Linked DNA regions of Mus musculus: region 2 is linked to region 1. A link is a contact called in public Micro-C data. All regions are on one chromosome and are shown on one strand. The core of a region is the stretch at or near the end of the contact, and the rest is flanking DNA. Distances in the headings are between cores, read along the strand shown.

What was found. Hi-C and Micro-C count contacts between places; a contact is called where the count stands out from the background.
Region 2: a contact with region 1 is called in a Micro-C map of embryonic stem cells, with 12 times the contacts expected there. The contact joins the promoter of Sp4 here to the promoter of Ncapg2 in region 1. A contact is called at or near these places in 1 of 39 promoter capture datasets (pre-B cells), 4 of 484 Hi-C or Micro-C datasets (LSK cells, cardiomyocytes, embryonic stem cells and 1 more) and 2 of 115 datasets of contacts at active chromatin or transcription factors (embryonic stem cells and thymic regulatory T cells).

The regions. Positions count from the first base shown.
Region 1 is chr12:116,404,136-116,406,777 of GRCm38.p6, forward strand. It overlaps Ncapg2 (non-SMC condensin II complex, subunit G2), which reads left to right and starts at 1,301. Exons shown (of 29, transcript NM_133762.4): 1 at 1,301-1,326; 2 at 1,567-1,742. D430020J02Rik (RIKEN cDNA D430020J02 gene) reads right to left here and starts at 1,026. Exons shown (of 2, transcript NR_028421.1): 1 at 832-1,026; 2 at 1-508.
Region 2 is chr12:118,300,092-118,302,733 of GRCm38.p6, forward strand. It overlaps Sp4 (trans-acting transcription factor 4), which reads right to left and starts at 1,349. Exons shown (of 6, transcript NM_009239.4): 1 at 1,136-1,349; 2 at 608-717; 3 at 1-101. The coding sequence starts at 1,142.

The DNA.
Region 1 (2,642 bases), core at 51-2,550:
GCTTCTTACTAGATTAGGGGGAGTGCTTCTAGCAGCTGGAATTATCTGTTTGAGGCAGAAGGCTAGGTCTGGCCACCATGTCCCTGGCGGCGCTGTTTTGGAGGTGGTAAACAAGACCTGATCCGAATCAGGACCGAGAACTTGCCAAGTTAGAGTCAGAGGCTGGTGTGGGTTGTGGTTCTTTAGGCCCAGGGTGACTCCTGTGACCCAAGCGAAGCTTAAGAGGATTGTCAGTGGCTGCCACCATCCAGTTGTCTTCATCTTGGCTGGGTGCCTTTTTGACGTGGGAGGCATGGATCCAAGCAGCGATCCCGTCTACTTTTACTGCCGTGGGGGTGGTCAACAGCACCAGATACGGTCCTTTCCACCGGGGCTCAAGCGTGCCAGTGCGATGTCGTCTGACCAAGACTGAGTCTCCAACCTGGAACCCGTGAGGCACTGCTATGGTTCCCGGAGTGTAGGCTTCTCTGATCTGGTTGCAGATCTGTGTTTTAACAACCTCTAGGGCCTTTAGGTGAGCAAAAAGAGCAGAGGGTGAGGATGAGTCAGTGCCAAGATCCAATATCCCACCTGACTCAGTTAAGGGAGGCGGTCCCCCAAAGAGAATCTCATAAGGGGTAAGACCGAAATGTCCAGGAGTGTTTCGGACCCTGAGGAGCGCAAAGGGAAGGAGAGTCACCCAGTCCTTTCCGCCGGTCTCCATGACTAATTTAGTAAGGGTCTCTTTTAAAGTCCTACTCATTCTTTCTACCTGTCCTGAGCTCTGGGGCCTATAAGCACACTTAGAAACTTCCAATTAGTCCCCAATTGTGTGGCCAATTCCTGACTTACCTGGGCAACAAATGCGGGCCCATTGTCTGAGCCGATTACCTTAGGGATCCCGAACCGAGGCAGGATTTCTTCAAGAATCTTCTTGGTTACCACTTGAGCAGTCTCGGACTTGCTCTCCCTCCTCCGTCTGATATCAGCGTGACGTCTCACCGAGCAGCTGGCAAGGAACACAGAAGCAACAGCAGCGCTCCCAAGGAAGGTGGGTGTGTGTGGGCGGAGGGCGGGAAACACAGCCAGCAGCTCTGCGCCTGCGCATCCCGTGAGCGCGCTAAAGAGACTCCCGCCAGAGGCTCTGAGTCACGCCCAGGAGGCGGTGCTTGGGCCTTGGGGGCGGAGCCTGGCTGCAGAGCTGTGGGGGATATGGGCGTGGCCGGGACGGCGTCAGATCTCGTGAGAGCGGCGACTGGTGACGGGGTGGAGGGCGGGAGCGTCCGGGGTATACGCGGGTGTGTTTGAATCTGGTCCGAGCGCGGGAAACTATGGGTCTGTGGTGAGGTGAGCGCCGCGCGGTGAGTTGGGTGGGAGGTGAGTAGGACTCGGCGGCCGGCGACCGCGGCTGGGCGGCGGACACCGTCGCGGGTCTCACGTCCGCGGCCGCCATCGGTTTCGAGCGCTTGTGGAGCGGGAGGTGCTGCGGGAGGGCAGAGCGGGATCCCCCGGCTGACTGGGAAGGATCCCAGACCGAGAAGCGGGGCTCGCCAGGGAGGATCTCAGCCTGGAACCCGGGTTCACTAGGTAGGACCTCAGACTAGGACGACCCCGGGAGAGGGCCCGAGTGTGACTGGCGAGGACTCCGGAAAATGACCTGCGCACAGTAGGGAGGCTCTCAGGCAAGGACCTGATGCAGACTACGGAGGACCGGGGACGCAGACCTGAGTCTGACTAGAGAAGACCCCTGAGAAGGAGCCTGGGTGAGTAGGTAGTACCAAAGACCTGCACCCGGGTTGACTAGCGAGAACCCCAGCCCTGACCAGAGAATGACATGGAAGATCCTGGCACGGGGCTGGGGAGCTGACTAGGGAGGACAGCAGTGTTGACACTTAACTGGGGCCTGACGTGGTGGTGAAGACGCTGGATTTATTCTTGCACTGACATAAGGGAGGAACCCGAACCTATACCTAGGACTGATCTAGGGAGCAACTTAGTTATGAACTAAGGAAAGAGAAAAATCAAGATACGGAGTCACGGTTTGTAAGTAGCATATGTAGACATTATATGGCATACTAAGTTGCCAAAGACATGTACTTAAGTAAACAAAGTGACCATAATTAGTAAAGTGGTGATACTGGCAACCCACCTTTCCCTCTCCATTTTATTCATCACAAAAAAGTTATGGTTCACAATTCAGCCATTTGAATCGGGGAATGAAGTGGCTATATTTAAAATTTACTAATATGAGGAGTTGTCAAATTGAGGTTATTTTCTACTTTTATTCAATTTAGAATAGGAATGCATATTTATTGTGATTCACACTCTATAATTAATGCCAATAATTCTCCATATTGCTGTATTTCTAAAGGTATGAGAGATTTTCAAATTTATTCTTAAGATGAGAAGACCTGTTGCAAATATCATTTGTTGTAACTGTATTGTTAGGTTTTTGTTTTGAGTATGTCATCGTAGCACCAGGTGTAAAGGTAAAATAGGATGGCATTTTACCTGGGAGATCACATGTAGGAAGAAGAATGAGCAAGGTCCCCAGAGCTCTCATTATCCTGTAGGTGTGCAGAGGAGGGGAGGGTGCTGGAGTGGGGCACAGATGCACTGCCTAACAAGCTCCCAGGTGACCTCAGGGCTGTTTTTGTGGTTTT
Region 2 (2,642 bases), core at 99-2,598, 1.9 Mb after region 1:
TCTATAATAATCTGCTGTTGTCCAGTTGCTTGATTTTCACCAGGAGTCCCTATTTTGCTGCAAGTAGCTGCCAGTAAAGCCAGAGGAGAGGGCTGAGAGTCCTACCCAAAATGGGAGGGGAAAGGAGAGGGAGGGGAAAAAAGTGGGCGGATTTAGTGGAAGACAGCAGTCGGGAGGGGGTTATTTATTTTGAGAGCTCTAAGTATCAGAACACACTCAATAGGCAGCAGAATTAAAAAGGAAATATGAACAAAAGCAGGTGATAGAAGCTATATGAATAAAAAGGCAAGTCCTATTACATAAAGTTTAAATAAAAAGGAATTTTCTGGTAAACTTTCTTAAAGTGTTATTCTTCTAAACTCAAAATGCCCTTGGGAAAATAGACACCTTCTTCTAACAGTCTGAATTCCTGGTGTAATATAAACATCGTTATAGCCTCAACGATGGGAAATCTTCAAGAATTTACGATTTAAGTTCCTCACTCAGAAAGATGCTTTGAATGGATAAACATTTTTATTCTGTTCTTTACTTCTGGGTACTTAAAGAGCATAACTCCCTCTCTTCCCTAAAGCTTTGTGTTGAATTTTCTTTTAACGTTTGCTTTTACCTGGGAGCCTGAGGTTTTGGGTTTTTTATTGTTATTCTCTGGCTCAGAGGTTTTCCCTCCTTCTGTAGCCATCGCCGCTGCCGCCTCCTCCTCCTCCTCCTTCTTCTGATCTGCAACAACCCCCCACCACCACCAACACACACGACAACAGGTTATTAGGATTATTATTATTCGTTCTCCTCCCTTCTTCCCCCTCCCTCCTCTTGAACATTAATCTCCGTAAACCCGCGATCCGTGCACACCGGCAGGGGGTGGGGGAGAAGGAGGGTAGGGAGGAGGGGGCTCTCACGAAACGTGGTTTGAAACCCGACCCATAGGCTCCAGAGCAACACCCAGAAGGAGGTTGTTCTAGCTCAGACATTAAGACAAAACACAGCCCTCCTTCCCTCCCCCTGGTTCCCTCCCGCCCTCTCCTCCTCCCCTTCCAGCATCTCGGCGGCCCCGGGGGAGGGGGAAGCGAGCAGGGTCTGGGGAGGGAGGGACGAAGGGAGGCGGTGAAGGAGACCGAGGGGGGTGGAGAATACGTACCGCTCATCCCGCATTAACAGGACAAACCCTCTCAGAGACACTGGGATAGAGGTGGGTGGGGGTGGGGGCGAGGCGGGAGGAGAGGCCGGTCCCGCCCGCCCGCGGTGGCTCGGAGGAGGCTGTAGCTGGCACAGGCTCTGCCTCTTTTTCCGCGAATGGCCGCCGCTGGGCTGTGGCGTAGCAGCTCCTCTCTCCGCCCGAGCCCGGCTGACTCGCCCTTGATTGACAGCGGCGGCGCGCGGCGAGGGCGGCGGCGCGGGCCGGGGGGCGGAGCCAGGGCGGCGCGAGCGCGGCGACTCCCCACCCCCCTCGGCCTGCCTCCGCCGGCGCCGCCGACTCTCCACCCCTTCCCCCAGCGGATTGGCCGCCGACCTGCCGGGGCCGGGGCGCTGGGGCCGCCCTTTCTCCTCCCCTTTGCCCGGCTGGTGCTCGCTGCTGTTCGGCTTCTGCCTTCCCGGCCCGCGGAGCGTGCCCTCTCGGTGAGCTAGCTGCGGTTTGCTGCCGGCAGGCCCTCCATACAGCCAAACTTGTTGTCTCAGGATATCCCGCCCCCTACTCAGTTCCCGGCGCCCTCCACTCAAAAGCGCGCCGCAGCATCCTGCGAGGGGCCGCGGAAGGAAGACATGGAGCTAGGCTTAAGGGAGAGGAGCGGGGCGAGCGCGGGGAAGCGTGAGCTCCCTGCGATCCCGTGGTCTGAGTGGACTGCCAGCTGCCCCCTCGGCGTGAGCATGGCTTTTCCTAAGGCGCATCCGGACCCGGGCGCCCTTTTTCCCTGGCTCGGCTCTCATTGGATGAGGCCGCTGACGCACAGTGAGTCGTGGGAGGAGGCGGGCGGGCCTCTCCCGCAAAGGCTTTCGGGCCTCGTAGTTTTTGACGGCTATTCCGATTGAGGCACCGCCTTCCTCCCGCCCCCGAACGCGGCCTGGCTGCGGAGCCTAGAGCTGCCCGAGGGGGCGGTGGCAGCAGGGCGTGGCCGGGGCCGAGTGGGAGTTGAACCCCGCGCGGGGGGGAGGGAGAAATGGGTGTTGTTTGCCTGGGCCTATCGGCCGAGTGGGGCTGCCCGAACCGCCTCTGCCACCGCCCCCTCAGCTGAAAGCCGCTCCCCGCGGGGCGAGCTCACACCCGGAGCGCGCGGCGATTGAGCGGACCGAGGTGTTGGGAGGCGGGGTCTGGTGTCCTCGGGGTTTGAATGAAGCTGACTTGGGGTACATCCCCTTCGCCCTGCTTTCTTTGCTCACCTAGCTTGCCGGGGCCTCCGGTCTCAGCGCGAGGCCTGTGTTCCCACCGAGCAGGAGCTTCCATTTTATTTGTCGTATCTCTGGCTGGCTGCTGGTGCAGATTAGTGACTTGTCTTCTAGGGTGGCCACGAGTGCGCCTTAGAGTCTGCGTTCTTGGCGCGCTTCTCGCTCCTAGAGGTCTCACAAGGTTGTCCGGGCAAAGGAAAGCCTGGCTGCATGTGGGTCAGCTCTGGTCATGGTTTTAGCGTAAGCTTCTAGGCAAGTGGAAT